Linked DNA regions of Sus scrofa: region 1 is linked to region 2. Evidence: chromatin contacts called from public HiChIP or PLAC-seq data. All regions are on one chromosome and are shown on one strand. The core of a region is the stretch at or near the end of the contact, and the rest is flanking DNA. Distances in the headings are between cores, read along the strand shown. Region 1 overlaps MUC4 (mucin 4, cell surface associated). Region 2 overlaps ZDHHC19 (probable palmitoyltransferase ZDHHC19).

What was found. HiChIP or PLAC-seq counts read pairs in DNA pulled down with a chosen protein or histone mark.
Region 1: a contact with region 2 is called in an H3K27ac HiChIP or PLAC-seq map of skeletal muscle, with 6 times the contacts expected there. The contact joins two enhancer-like sites. A contact is called at or near these places in 2 of 47 Hi-C or Micro-C datasets (both in embryonic fibroblasts) and 1 of 2 datasets of contacts at active chromatin or transcription factors (skeletal muscle).

The regions. Positions count from the first base shown.
Region 1 is chr13:134,222,936-134,230,290 of Sscrofa11.1, reverse strand. It overlaps MUC4 (mucin 4, cell surface associated), which reads right to left. Exons shown (of 25, transcript NM_001206344.1): 4 at 7,279-7,355; 5 at 6,240-6,401; 6 at 5,340-5,495; 7 at 4,033-4,163; 8 at 2,401-2,489; 9 at 766-945; 10 at 458-583. Among named protein-coding and RNA genes, the nearest start is that of MUC4, 34 kb to the right of the region's middle. Within about 2 kb of position 1,605, at least 12 of the 83 cell types and tissues checked have an H3K27ac peak or open chromatin away from gene starts, as enhancers often do. A contact at or near this core is called in skeletal muscle, where this site is marked.
Region 2 is chr13:133,884,587-133,892,020 of Sscrofa11.1, reverse strand. ZDHHC19 (probable palmitoyltransferase ZDHHC19) reads right to left here. Exons shown (of 7, transcript XM_021070166.1): 6 at 6,767-6,852; 7 at 5,819-6,443. The coding sequence ends at 6,140. Among named protein-coding and RNA genes, the nearest start is that of ZDHHC19, 15 kb to the right of the region's middle. Within about 2 kb of position 1,935, at least 26 of the 83 cell types and tissues checked have an H3K27ac peak or open chromatin away from gene starts, as enhancers often do. A contact at or near this core is called in skeletal muscle, where this site is marked.

The DNA.
Region 1 (7,355 bases), core at 356-2,855, 340 kb before region 2:
GGGGACTAAGGAGGCTGTGATTACAAGGAGGAGGTGAGAAGGACACGCATGACCCTGGCCCCCCAACGCTGTCCTCTCTAGCTGCTTTGGAGGGTCTCTGCAGGAGGCAACTCCAAGTCTTCCCCTGCACAGCTGCTAATCTGGGTTCCGATGGACAGGGCCAGACCAGGCCCCTTTCTTCCCTAGAAGATGCCCGACTCTGGGCTGGGGCTTTTGGCGAAGTGGAGATGGGACAAGAGGGACTCCATCATAAATCCCTAGGGTGTCAGCTGGAAGGGATGTTGGAAATTTCCTCATGTTACCAGATCAGGAAATTGAAGGCCAGAGGGGGAAGGTAGCTGGGAGGAAATGGGACAAGAGCCTTCCTTCTGTGGGTCTCACTGCTGGCTGGTCTCTGACAGGGAAGAACAGAAAGCTCCAGAAAAGCTGGGCTCAAGTTCTCTGTGGACACACATACCAAACTGCCAAGGACTCTGCAATCTCCAGCCTTCAAGAAGCTCTCCCCAGGGCCCGTAGCTGCAGCACACACTCCCACGCCAGGAGGAGAAGCTGCACAGCTGCCTGTTGACGATGCCCCACCAGCCTGCAACAAGCCAGACACACTCAGGCCCAGGATGCCTTTGGTGTGTGCATCAACGGTAGGGGGTGCTTCTGGGGAGGAACTGAGGGTGCCCTGGAAGAGACGGGTCAGGCAAGGCCAAAGGGAGGGTGGGCAGGCTTGTGAGGGACAGTGGGGCACCACAGGAGACAGGAAGGAGGTGTCACCTATGTTGATGGGCTGAAATCTTAAGTCCCATAGTCCCTGCTGCCAGGAGCAGGGGCAGGAGACCTGGTTCCAGCCCCAGCCGGACCAGTGAGACTGTCTCTTCAACCACCGCAGGCACCAGAGACGATAGTTGGGCTTGTCTTCCTTGTGTAGCTTATAGATCTGCAGCCCCCGGAGGCCTGGGGAGCAGAGGAAAAGGGGGTGATCTCAGGGCCTGGGCCACAGGCTCTGCTTTAGTTTTGGGAACAAACAAAACTCATAAATGCACCCTCTGTATGTCACTCCCCCTGCCCTGGACAGCTCTTCTAGGAATGGACCCAGTCAGACTGGCAGTAGTGCCTCCCCAAAGGCCCTTTGATGTGACATCCAAAACCTCAAGAGTTTGGATCTTACAGCGAAACCTTGAGACAAGTGCTGGGCAGGAGGGCCTCACCTGTAATCCAACTCAGAGCCAAACCCTGAGTGTGGGCTCCAGAGTCCAGTAAAATACAATAGGATATAATGTATTTGATTTTGACCCTGACCCCGTGTAAAAGAAAGTATCAAGCTAACTACAGTTTTGATGAGGTTTGGAAAAGAGTAATCATTGTTTATGATCATCTGTGCATTGTCTCCACTGTGGCCTGGTATCAGGGGAAACACACCAGATACTCTCCCCCAACACACACACACACACACACACACACACACACACTCCTATTGCATCCCCACGTCACAAGCAGATGCATCTGGATAGAGGGGCCTTACATGCACGCTCATGCACACACACACACACACACACACACACACACACACACACACACAAACACACTATCCTATTGCGCCCCCTACATCACAAACTGGATAGAAGGGCCCTAGTCTAATAGGACAGCTTTCTCCACAAGATGGCACCCATGATTTGACTTAACTTCTGTTTATCAGAAGTTGTTGCCACAGAGCAATCAGAACTGGATTAATGCTTCATACTTTACATGGCAGATTTTTAATGCCAGAATATCCTTTGTTCTGTCACATTTGGAAACTGAAATTTCTTTTCTTTAGGGGTCACCGGACAGTAATCAAATCATGGAGGAGGCCCGTGGGGCCTAGAGTACTGGCCTTCTTACCAGAGGGGGAGCTCTTTGACAGCAAACATAGTCTTTTTCATTTCTCATACTTCTGGCTCTTAGCACAGTGTCCTACACCCAGCAGGTACTCAATAAACGAAGACTGAATAGATGTCAGATCCCCTGGAGCTCCTCTTGGTAGATTCCATTGAAGAATGAAGTCTCATTACTGTTCTGGGACAGGACACTTGGAGAATTGTCCTAGCTGCCCATTCATTCCTCACCTCCTGCCATGCCCCTGTCCTCACTTCCAGGATCAGGGCCCCCACTCATAGCTCTCCTGTGTTTGGCTCCGCCCAGGGAGGAGAAGCAGCCTCAAATGACTTTGTGCTGTGTGAGGGCACGGGAGGTAACCACTCCCTGGGCAGTGCCACATCTGGATTGCACCATGGGAAGTCAGTTGTGCTGGAAACACCCTTTGGGATGGTGGAGATGCAAGGGAGCTGCCCTCTGGGACTGTCATGGCACATGGAGGGGAGGACAGAAGGGGACTTGGGTCCCTCAAGTGTGATAAGGTGGTGCTTTTACCTGATGTGGGATCCAGGAACTGGTCTGGACGATACTTCTCCCACACTGGCTGCAATGTCAGTTGGCTGTTTTTGAAATACCCATCTCCACTGTAGGCAAAAGGAAGAATCTTCAGCCACTGTCACACAGTTTTTCCTCTCAGTCAGCAAGTTACTCATTCATACAGCTGGTCAGTCAGCTGGTCACCCACTCAGTCCAGCCAGTCATTAGTTATCAGCTGTTCAGTCGTTTCGTCAGCCAGCCAGAATCATAGACCCGGTGCCAAGCAGGAGTGGGGAAGGGAGGCTTGGGGCAGGAATAGGAGACTCTAATTGATTCCACATCTGATGGTGAACTGTAGGAAACGGGTCATGAGACAGGGGTGTGAGAACAACAGGTCAGGCCCCCTTCCTGTTAGTTTCCCTTCAACTAGGAATTGGAGAAGGGGTGCTGCAGGGCACAGCTGGCTGTGAGGGTTAAAAGCCAGTCTCTCGGTCATGGATTCAACCCCCAGTTCCACTACTTAGTAGCTTGGTGATCATGGGCAAGTTAATTTAACCTCTTTGATTCTTAGTTTTCACCTCTGTGTCAAAGGGGTGACAGTATTGTGAAGATTCAAAGCAGTAACACTGGTAAATCCCTCAGCACTGAGTGAGGACCAGGCAATGGGTGTGCCCCACCCCCACCCCTGGAAGGAAGGAGCAAAGCCCACAGCCTCAGGGTGCACGCCTCAGAGCAGCCACTCCTGATCTTTTCTCCTCTCTGACACAGGACAGATGACGCACTTGGGTGTGACACCTTCCGTGGGTGCACTCAGAATGGTGTGAAATTCCTAGCTGGTCGGATAATTCTACTTCTTTTTCCTTCAGGGCTCATCACTAAGCAAGTGAAAGCAATGTAATTACAGGCGCAATCCTGAATACACTCTAAGAGAAAAACATTTGTAGCAATTAGCAGTAACAAATTACATGCGACCTTCACAGCCAGTGGCGCACATGGCAAGGTTGAGAACTGTTGTGTCAGAGACTGAGCCACCTCCTCCCTTGGGAACCCACGTCCCCATCCATCTCTCTGTTCTCCATCTTTGCCACTGACAGACGCTGCTGGTGCCTTGGGTGAGAGGTTAATTTCCAGCCAATCGAAAGTCAGGAAGGCAGATTTCAACCTTATATTTGGGTTCAGCTTCCCACTTTGCCACATCCCAGCTCTGTGACTTTGGGCAATGACTTATCTATTTGTACCTCAGTTTCTGTATCTGTAGAATGGGTAATAAAATAGATCTCCTTCATGGGGTTGTTGTAATATACAAAATAATGCATACTGAGTGCTGGTATAATAAATGTTGGCTGTTATTGTTAAGCTCTGAAAAGTCAAGTGAGGTCAGCTACTGTCAGTGGAAGTCCTAGAAGTCAAGGCTCTGGGGATTATTATCACATGCACGGAGACCTTGATAGGAAAGAGAACGGCAGAGTGAATAGGGGTCTTTTAATTTGAAACAGCAAGAAGTGGGAACTGGAGTCAGCGTGAATCAGAAGCATGGGCAGGGAGGATTTTGGCGTATCCTTGGGGAATGGAGTTCGTGTGCAGCTGCAAGCCCTGCTTTGCACCGCCTCCTGCTGTCTACTCAATGCAGACAGCCCCACTCTGTCCTACCTGGAGAAGCCCATGACGACGGGGTTGCCTAGGTGTTGGGTCACATCCCACTGCATGCCACCGCTTTGGTAGAGAAACAAGGCGTAGGACCTGCTCCCATCCGTGGAAAGGATGGCCTGGTAGGTGTTGGTCTGGGGATTGGTTGGAGACAAGCATAGGGATGCCCGTGAGAGATCTGGTATGTCCCATTACCTGTCACACAGCCTGGGCATGACACCCATATCACTGTTTCCTGGCCTACCCAGAGCTAAGGTGTGGGCTTAAAATATGGGCAAATTTGGAATTATGCAGAGATTTCACTCTGACTGTCCAAGCACCTGCCATGGTGGATTTGCCTTCTTTGGGACTTCTTCCCCAGGAAGGGAGCCAAAGGACTCTAGGCCAGAATTCAGTGAGAAGAGGGTTTGTATGAGAAAGCTTCAGCAACCTGAGTGATCAGCGGACGTTGGAGAGCTGGGGGAGGCCTAAGGAACTTCCTCAGGGATATTTAAGGATATTGTCCAAATGTCCCCTCCACCTGGATGACGTGGAGGACCACACAGGTGAGAGTGGAGGTTCTCTGAAGGCCGGGGCCAGCACTGTGCTTGTGCAAAGTAGGTAAGCAATGAGCTTGTTGAGCCAATGAAGAAATGAGTGACTTTAGACCAGACACAAGGAAGAACTTTGTGACTATCAGGGTGGTGAGGCCCCAGATAGGGGGGGACATGTGGTGTGCCTGCTTCCAGTGGATGCGTTTTGGTCAAGAGCTGGAGTGCAGAGTCAGAAAAACCTCTGTTTCAGGCCTGGCTTTGTCATTTGCTAGCTGGGTGACCTTGAAGCAAGTCACTTAACTTTTCTAACCATCATCTTCCTCATTTCGTTCTTTTAAAAAAATATGTATTTTGACTACCTGATTCACAGTTATATTTTCTGGCTATTTTCTTTCTATTTCTATTTATTTATTTAGGTTGTACCCTTGGCATTCAGAAAGTTGTCAGACCAGGGATCGAACCTGTGCCACGGCAGCAACCAGAGCCACAGCAGTGACAATGCCAGATCCTTAACCTGCTGAGCCACCAGGGCACTCCTCGTTTCTAATATGTGGATAAAAATATTAGGTTGAGCCATATAGAATTGCCAATTGCCAGCCATTTTTGACTTATGGACATTCCACGTTCTATGTTTCAACCTCCTAATACCCAGTGCTCTGGGCTAGTGTGAGGTTCTGTAAGAGTCCGAAAGGATTTTAGAAGAGTGGCCCCTGCCTAGGATTCTAGGATGTCTGACTTCCAGATGGTTCCCAGGGAGCTGCCCACTGGTCCACTCACCCTGAGGGTCTTCTGGGCAGGATAGGCAGGGGCGTGGACCCACGTGACCTTTAGTGTCCACCTGGCTTTGTAGTTCCAGGTGTTTGTTAACATTTTAATCCAATACTCCACCTCCCACACTAGCTGGTTGTATTCATCATAGAGCGTCTCATACTCCTAGAAAAGAAGGCAGATTCAGACAAGAAACAAGGATCCCAGCTCAACACTCCTGGGCGACCCCCCACTTTCTGCATGGTGATCCTGCTCATTTGAGTCTGCCCATATCTTCCATCCTCCCCCGTCCCAGGCCCACATTTTCACAGTTAGCACCTCTGACCTTAAGATCAAATCAGGTTCGGGCTGCAGGGAAACCTGGGGTATGTGGAGTGGAGAGTCGAGGCCAGTAACTTCTGGACTTGAACTTGTGCCTCGCTTAGCGCAGACTGGCTTGGATTGTGCAGCCACCTGTGCCCATCTGTACCACCCTGTATCCCACTGGAGGCTCTTTGAGGACAGGCACATGTTTCTCCATCTTTGGACCTTCTACAGTGCCTGGTCCTTGGCAGGGGCACGACGTACCTTTGCCTGTGGTAGCTTTCATTACACAATAGCTCCCACTGAATGGAATCATCAGCCCAGTGCAGGGGCCTTGCTTAACTCAGCCTTGTTAGGAGGGACCTTGCTACAACCTCATCCTAAAATCAAACGATGGATCCCCAATCCCCATCCCTGGCACCTTCAGTCTTCCCATGATTTTGTCCTCATCTGCTTCCTCCTCATCCTCACATTTAAGTTTTAGTCCCTGCCCACACTGAGCCTAGGCTCTGACAGCAGTAACACTTGCAAGGCCCTCCACACAGCCCTCTGTCTGTCCTTGCTGGCTGCTGGAGGACCCTGAATGCTGAGCTTTGAAAGGCCCACCTGGTAAAACGTGGTTCCTTGCCTGGAGAAATCAGCATCATCCCAGAATGGAGCCACCAGGGCCACAGGGTCCTGGCCTGTAAAGCCTCTGAGGGGAGGGTTGGAGTAGGAGAAAATCTGGTACTCTGACTCTGGGAAAATGATTTGGCCGTTATCTGTGAACTGAACACAAAAGTTCTCCTGGTTAGCATTCAGGGTGGGAGGTGGGGAAGGAGCCTCGGCTTGGGGCCAGCTCCTGGACTGATGCAAGACCCTGAAGGGCCCTGCTGGGTAGAACCAGAGAGATGCCAACAACCTCTGGAAGGTCTCATCCATCTCCCTGCATGCTGGGACAGCCTCTGTATATAGTTCTCACACAAATACTCTTCACCCTCAGCACATTTTTTTTATGTCCTGAGTCTTTCCTAAGGTGGTAGTTTTGTCCTGTCTCAGTGGCACCCGTCTAGAGACCAGCCCATCCCAGAGCAGAGTAAAGCCTCTCAGCCCACCCTGAAGCTTGTGCCACATCAATTAGGGCTAAAGGATACCCTGACCCCATTGCTGAGTCACCCTTTTGTAGTGTGTCCTGACCAGCCCTCTCGAGGGCCACGACTGCTGTTCTGCTCTCCCCCCAGAGACATGGGCTACTTGGACTAGGGAACCAGGAAACAATGAGAGACCGTGTGAACAGCATCATACAGGTTTCCCCAGCAGAGCTTCCTACTTGTAAAAAAGGACCCATGAAAACAGTGGAGAGCTTACTGGGCCCCAGGACCTCTCTACTGAGGTGGCCACACTTCTGTCCACGTGGGTAAGGGGCCTCGCCTAGCTCCCTGTCTTCCTCGGCTGGTGCCCATCGTTAAAGATGGTGCAAACTGAGGCAGCAACTGGGGCACAGCAGGTGCCTGACAAGCGTTGCTTCCGTTCTCCCTGTCAATCACAGTCACAGTTATGGCCATGATCACAGGGCCATCTCTGAGCCCTGGAGGGAGAAGAAAGGCCTGAGGAATGCAGGTCATGCCCCCCGCCCCCCGCCTTCGGGCTGCAGCCAAGGACTCACGTAGAGGCAATCCCGGAGAGAGGAACCGAGGGGGAAGCCAATCTGGGGCTTGAAGAGTGGCGAGGTTAAGTCCACCG
Region 2 (7,434 bases), core at 686-3,185:
GGGGCCCGGTCTACCTCAGGGCTTGCGTCCAGACCAGGGACCCTCCCCTTTCGCCACTAAGAAATGGACTCCCAGGAGGGCAGGGCAGGAATAGCCCTGAGGACCCTCTGGAAAACTTGGTCGTTGCAGAGAGGGAGATGAAGGCTGGAGGGCTGTCTAAGGGCACGTCCACAAAAGTAAGAGCAGCACCTTCCCCGCAAACCATTTTGAAGATTAAATGAGATAAGACAAGGGATTTCCTGTTGTGGCAAAATGGAATCGGCAGCGTTTCTGGAGCACCGGGACGCAGGTTCGATCCCTGGCCCGGCACAGTGGGTTAAGAATCCGGCATTGCTGCAGCTGCAGCATAGGTCGCAACCGTGTATCAGATCTGATCCCTGTCCAGGAACTCCGTATGCCAAGGGCGCAGCCCCCCACCCTCAAATAAGTATAAATGAGATAATAAAAGCCCAGCACTTAGCCCACAGTTAGCATTCAAACCAGTCCTGGTATTGTCATCACTTTTGTGATTTTGCCCACGGAAGCCAAGTTCCCAGGCCTCCAGGAGAAGAAAGAGTGCACTCCCTGCTCCAGCCCAGGCCTCCGATCCACCTGGCGCCTCACCGTGGGGTGGAAAGGGCCGAGAAGCAGGAGGCTGAGGACCCAGCCTGCCTGGCCTCTCCTTGGCTACCTGACCCTGGAGACAAGCCCAGCCGAACCTCTCCCCCAGCATCTGTGCCTTGATGCTCTTCTCACTGAGAAATAAGCTAGATATTCAGTGTGGGAATTTCCAATTTCAGCAGCAAAACTGTCCCGACCCGAAGCAGCTGGGGAAAAGCGTGTGCCTGGCGCAGAGGGGGAAGCCCCGGTCAGAGACAGACAAAGGCAGCCTGTGCCAGCCCTGCCTCTGTCCTGGCCCAGAGTTCTAGAAGGTTCCATGCCCAGGCCCAAGGGCTTCCAAGAATCACAGTTGAAAGTTATTACTTGAAAGCTGTCAGACAGTCTACTTGGTGTTCCTGGAAGCTGTGGTCCGGGGAAGGTGATGAGGGATGGGCCGAGAGGGCCGGGGCGAGTGAGCAAAGCAGAGCATGGAAGACGCTGCAATGAGGAAGAAGAGGCGGAGGAACAAGCGAGAGGGGAGACCGAGAGGAAAGGGGGGAGCAGGTGAGGCAGAGACAGCCGCAGACAGACGGGGACACACAGGGAGGCCACAGAGAGAGGATGGCTCCAAGCAAGGCCAGTTCACAGGGCTCAGATGATCACAGCTTTGGCTACTTTTAGCCTGGGACACTGCCAGGCCTAGAAACAGACGCGACAAGGTGCTTTCTTAACAGGAAACTCCCTCACCCGCGTGGGAGGGCAGAGCCGTTGGGTGGTTATCTTGCTGCTCCCTTGAACAGGCTCAGCCCTCACCCCCAGGCCCCCTCGCCTGGGGGACACAGACTTGCTTGCGTCTCTGTGAAACTCCACTGCTCAGGGCCCCTCCGAAGACGCACCCTGCCCCTTGGCTGCCCAGCCACCAGGAAACCCCAAAACGCAGGAGTGGGACTGCTGTGGCCACAGTGACTGGCACCCCGAAGGCCCCAGCAGGTCCCAGAGTTCGGGCCCTGGCATCCCCGGGATCCTCTTATGGGGACAAATGCAACCCTTGGTTAAGCACCTGCCACGTGCCAGCACTGGGCCAAGCTCTCCACGTGCGCTGCATAACAAATCCTCAGAAGGGCACAAGGAGAAGTGACGATTTGTCTCACTGGACAGCAGGAACCCAGGCAGGCAGGCTGGCTGCAGAGCCCACCACCACCCTCAGCTGAAATCGTCTGTAAATGCCTAAGAAGCCCAGTGTCATGACAACGGTTAAAGTTTTGGCTCTGTCGCCTAGAAGCAGGGTGACCTCGGGCAAGCGGCTTGTTTTCTCAGTTCTGGTTTCCTCATCTCTAAGACGAGAATAACAACTTCAGTGGGGGGGGGGGTTATTGTGAGGATTAAAGGAGATTGTGTGACCCATAGAGCCCAGGCCCCACTGGGTGGGGCTCAGTAAAGGTTCATTACCCGGGATGGGCCTGCAAACCTTCAGCCTGGCCCCTTCCCTCCACCGCGCTCTGGGTGCAGGAACTAGCGGCAGATGTGGGCATCGCTGGAGCATCACTTGGGTGCTGGGTGCTGTGCCCACATGCCCAGGAGAGTCAGCCAAGGTGGGGCCTGTGCTCTGGGAGGTGTTAGCATTCTGGCCCCTGGTCCCATGCTGCAGCTACCTCCTCTGCCCTATCTGCCCCTGCCTTGCCCCATCCTCGAGCCACTGGCAGGGCCCCCTTGGGTGGGGCGGGCAGGGCAGGGCAGGGCTGAGCACAAGGCAGCAGGGCGGCATTATCGCTCCCAGCAGAGCTGGAGTCAGAGTTAAGCCTGTCTTTTTATCATGTCCCCAGGCCTGTGCTGACATGCATGGCCTGGCTCTGTGGGGGTGGGTGGGGGGCCCTATGGTGGTTGCCCAAGGCCTTCCTCCTCTGAAATGGTTCCCAGAGCAGGAATGGGAGAGGAAAGCTGGCTTGGACACCGTGTCATCCTAGGCAATCCCTTCCCTCTCTTGAGAAAAATCTATAAATTGAGGGTGGAGGGGCAGCTGAATAAGGTGGCCTCTAAGGCGCTTCCAGCTCTAAAGAGTTAGGATGCTGTGGCCACCTGTAAGCTAGCCATGTGGCCACCTGTGAGCTAGCCATGATGGTCAACCTGTTTACAGACGAGGGACCTGCGGCCAAGCAAAGGGAAGAGACTCGAGCCCACAGCACACTAGCTCATAGCAGAGCTGAGTGACACCCAGGCCACCTGACTCCCAGCCCAATGCTCTTCCCACCCTACACATCCCGACCTTCTAGAAGGAAAGGTCTGGAGAGGATGGGGTGGGGGTGGGGCTGCCTCCTCCAGGCTCCCTCTCCTTCCATCAGGTTCCAGGAATGGGCTGCGGCTGAGGTCCAGACATGTGGGCACCTGGGAGCCCTGGAGGGTTTGGGGTCACTCCTTGGCTCCTGTCCAAGGGACAGCAGGGCTTCCAGAGTGTGTGGAGAGCTGGCCCCATTTTCAGGCCTTGATAACAGCCCTTCCCATATCAGGGGACCAAGGACTGGGAGGGGTGTGCCTGGGAATCAAGGGCAGGTTGGGCCGAAATGAGGAGGCAGAAAGGGAAGTAGGGGAGTGCCCATTGTGGTGCAGCAGAAATGAATCCAACTAGGATCCCTGAAGATGTGGTTCTGATCCCTGACCTCACTCAGTGGGTTGGGGGTCCCGCATTGCTGTGGCTGTAGTGTAGGCTGGCAGCTGCAGCTCTGATTCAACACCTCGCCTGGGAACTTGCATATGCTGCAAGTGCAGCCCTAAAAAGCAAAAAAAAAAAAAAAAAAAAGGGAAGGTGGTGGGAGGCCTCCAGCCTGGCAGGAAAGAGTCTCTGAGGGGTGCCCAAGGCTTTGGTGAGAGAGTGTTGAGGGGAATCAAAGCAAGAGCCAGGTCCCACCTACCCCTTGAAGAGCAGAGCAGCCTGAACCAAGAGGCTTTCCTAAAGAAACTCTAGAAATCTCAGGCTGGGAAGAACCTGAGAGACCCAGAACCTACATGCCAGAGCAGGGGCTGGGGAGGGGTGGGGTTGGATCGGGGGAGAGCATCGCCATTTCTGAGAAGCCAGGGAAAGGCAAGGCTGCTTCCACTTGGCTTGTAAACTTGGGCCCTACGGATTTTAAATGTGGCCATGGAATCGATCTACGACCAAGCCAGAACTGGGCTGCCTGTAGTATGCCTGCCCCCCTCCCAGAACCCAGGGTGAATCCTGAGAAAGCTGAGAAAAGGCTTGAACCCCAAGGGGGCTTGTTATGGGGGAAGATGCTGGGACTCAGAAAGAATTGGAGCCCCTGTGTTGAACGAGGCTGGCCAGGAGCCCAAGAGCCAGAGCCAGAGCCAGAGAGGTGGGTGAGGCTGGGCCTGAGGCTGCCACAGACAGGGTGAGAGGAAGAGGGAAGGATGGCCTCAAAGGGGACTCAACGTAGAAAGGACCGGAGCCATGTCCCCGGCTGGGCTGACACCTCGGGCAGATGAGCTCCTGTGCCCCCCCACCACTCTGCACACCAGCAGGGGATGTCCTTCCCTCTCCCCTTCACCACGCCCACTTCATCTGGATACAAGGGGGGTGGGAAGCAGTGGGGTCAGTGCCAGCCCTCACTTCCTAAGGCAGCAGTTCTGGAACTTCGGGGTGGCAGGACCCCAGGGGGCACTTAATAGTTCAGATGCAGATTCCTGCCCTCCCCTCAGCCCGAGATTCTGGGCCGCAGTCTGGGGCCCAAGTGATTCTAAGGTGGTCCTTGGAGGGATGCTGGGTTGAGGTGGGGAAAATAATCACAGTCATAGTGGCTGCATCCACTGTGTCCCTGGTGTTTTATATGAACCACCTCATTTCATCCTCAGGCAGCTTCCTGGGAGGTGCCATTATTTCCATTCCCAGGGTCACACGCTGGTCACTAGAGGAGTCACAGTTTCACTTGGTTCCTTCCCAATACCTGCACCCCAACACACACACACACAAACACACACACGCACGGTCCTGCAGAGTCACACCAGCTGGGACACACACACACGGTCCTGCAGAGTCTCTCTCTCACACACACACACACAGAGTCCTGCAGGGTCACACCGGCTGGGACCCACCCCAGGGACAGGACCAGAAGGAGCATCTGACTCCCCCACGGGGGTGGGCGGTGGGCGTGCCCAGGGTGAGACCACTTGCAGGGAAGATGCAGAGTTAAGACTGTAAGAGAAAGATGTGCAGTAATTAAACATTTCGTTTAAAGTTAAAAAAAATGGCTGTGATGGAGAACACTCTCGCCACCTCCACCTCCCAGGATGAAGCTGGGGAGGGCCCAGAACCAGGCTGAGGGCCACGCCCAACCGACCCAGGGGCTCCAGCGCCCACAGCAGGACGAGGCTAGGCTTGGTGAATTCCCAGGCAGCGGGCGCCCCCTGCAGCCAGACACGGGTGCGGCGAGGTGGAGGCCGGGACTTTCTGGCGGCTGACAACCTGCAGCCGCTCAGAGCCCGCCTCGTCCACACTCCCTGGCACCCAGGACAGACAGCACAGCAGGGCAGTTTAGGGGGGCAGGCAAAGACTATTTAATGGGCTTCGGGAAGTGTGGAGGGCGAGGTCTCAGCACTCCCGCCAGGGGAGTGGCAAGGGCAGGCCATAGAGGTCTCTACGAAGGGCTCAGGAGGGGAGGTTCGGGTTCAGGGGCTCCTGGCATCACCCCGTGCGAAAGGGCGAGAGGTGGACGGAGCCTCGTCTGGAGGCCTCCCTCAGCAGGGGCAGCACCGGGCCTGCGTGGAACTAAACAGAGTGGGGGCGTGGGGGCTCTCCCCAAACACCGCCCAGCAGCCCACCCACTGGGGAGCAAGAAACTGTCCAAGCGGTCACCCCCCAACAGGCAGAGCAGAAGGAATGGGCTGGCCTCCTGGGAGGTCCATGCAGGGGCCCTGGGGTGGGGGTGGAGGGCTGTGGGTTACCCACCCCCATTTCATTCCTAATGCTCCGCCTCCATATGGTTCCTAGACAGCTTCAGAGCAAAAGTTGCCTTTAAATAAAGGAATCCACGAGTTCCCGTCGTGGCGCAGTGGTTAACGAATCTGACTAGGAACCATGAGGTTGCAGGTTCGATCCCTGCCCTTGCTCAGCGGGTTAACGATCCGGTGTTGCTGTGAGCTGTGGTGTAGGTTGCAGGCGGCTAGGATCCTGCGTTGCTATGGCTCTGGCATAGGCCAGTGGCTACAGCTCCGATTCGACCCCTAGCCTGGGAACCTCCATATGCCGAGGGAGCGGCCCAAAGAAATGGCAAAAAGACAAAAAAATTAAAAAAATAAAGGAATCCAACCTGTCGTCCCTCCCCACCCCCTGCAATTATAAATCCCGGACTAGACTCAGTCCTCATAAACAGCAGAGGAAACTGAGGCCCAGAAAGGGTGAGTGACTGGCCCAAGGCCACCCAGTGAGTGAGTGGTTTGGCCTTTGTCCTTTGGGTCTCCAGGGACTCCTGGTCTTTTCTGGAGGCCTGGGACTCTACTGCCAGCGCTCCTTCCACCTACAATCCCCCTCCCTCTGGCTCGGAGTCCTCCAGCTTCAGGGCCAGCCCAGTGTTCATTGGAGGTCTTCCCCCAATGCCTGTACAATCCGAAGGCACGGTCTCCAAACACACACAAGCACACTTGCACACGCACACACACACACACACCTCACCTCCTGCAGGGCTGCGGCCTCACCACTCCCGGGGGCACCCTTCCCTGGTTTGTAGAGACCCAGAGATTGGGGCTGGGGGCTAGACTCAGGCCCAGGGAGGGCTGGGAGACTGAGCGCCGAGGGGGACGTCGGGAAGTGCGGGTTCTGGGTGGGCACCTGGTCAGGCCCCACCACTCTCTGCAGCCAGACGGCTTCGGCCATGTACCTGGGGAGCAACAAGCAGGATGCCAGGGGTCATGGCCCTCCTGACCTGGCCCCCTCAGCCTAGAGAGCACACGGCCCAGGGGCTGGCCCGGCTGCGAGCTGAGCCCAGTTTTCGCAGTGCCCGTCCATGGAGACAAGGGATCTATTTCTCAGGGCAAGAACCCACAGAGACAAGGAAGGAGAAGCTCCACAAAGCCCTGAAGAAAACCCCCAAAGAACCCAAGGAGCTGGGAGTTGTGCTAAGGGGCCAGGGAGATGACCCAACTCCACTCCACCCCACCAGCCCCAGGGGCCAGCACTCAGGCCTCTGGTCTGCCAACTCACTTGGGTCCCAGCGGTGCACAGATTGTTAAATACCAGTTGCTGGCACAGCCGTAGTCGAAGGGGTTGTATCCCTGCAGGTATCGGCACTGGAGGGGGGGTGAGGACCAGAAGAGGAGCTCAGATCCAGCAGAGGGCTGTGCAGGCCACCCCCACAGGCCCTCCCTGAGCTGGCCAGCTCAGTCTAGGGCTGCACCTAGCGTCCAAGGACAGAGAAGCCAAGGCCTCCCCCAGCCCACTTCTGAGGTCCCTCCCCCATCAGCCAGTAGCCCCTCCCCTAGTCTCCTCCCTCTCTTACTCCACCGGAGGCCACAGCCTCCTGCTGCCTCCTTCCAAATATACTTTCAGATCTTCCAACCTAAGTTGCTCCAAAGACAGTTCCACCCCTGCTCCCTCAACTTCTCTACTTTCCCACATCTCACTTTTTCTAGAATTGTACCTTCACTGAATTTTAATATCTAGAAAGGCAGTTGCATGGGGCCCAATCATACTTCCATGACCAAAATCCCTTGGCCCTGGAAATCTGGCCCGAGTTTCCTGAGCCGCTAATTCTTCACCAATGTCAAGGTCAAGTCCTTCCCTGGACACTCTTGCTCATGTTCTCCTCCCCGCTTCCTTCTACTCATCAGCCATGCCCCCCACCTCCTCCCTGGCACAGGCTGAGTCTCACT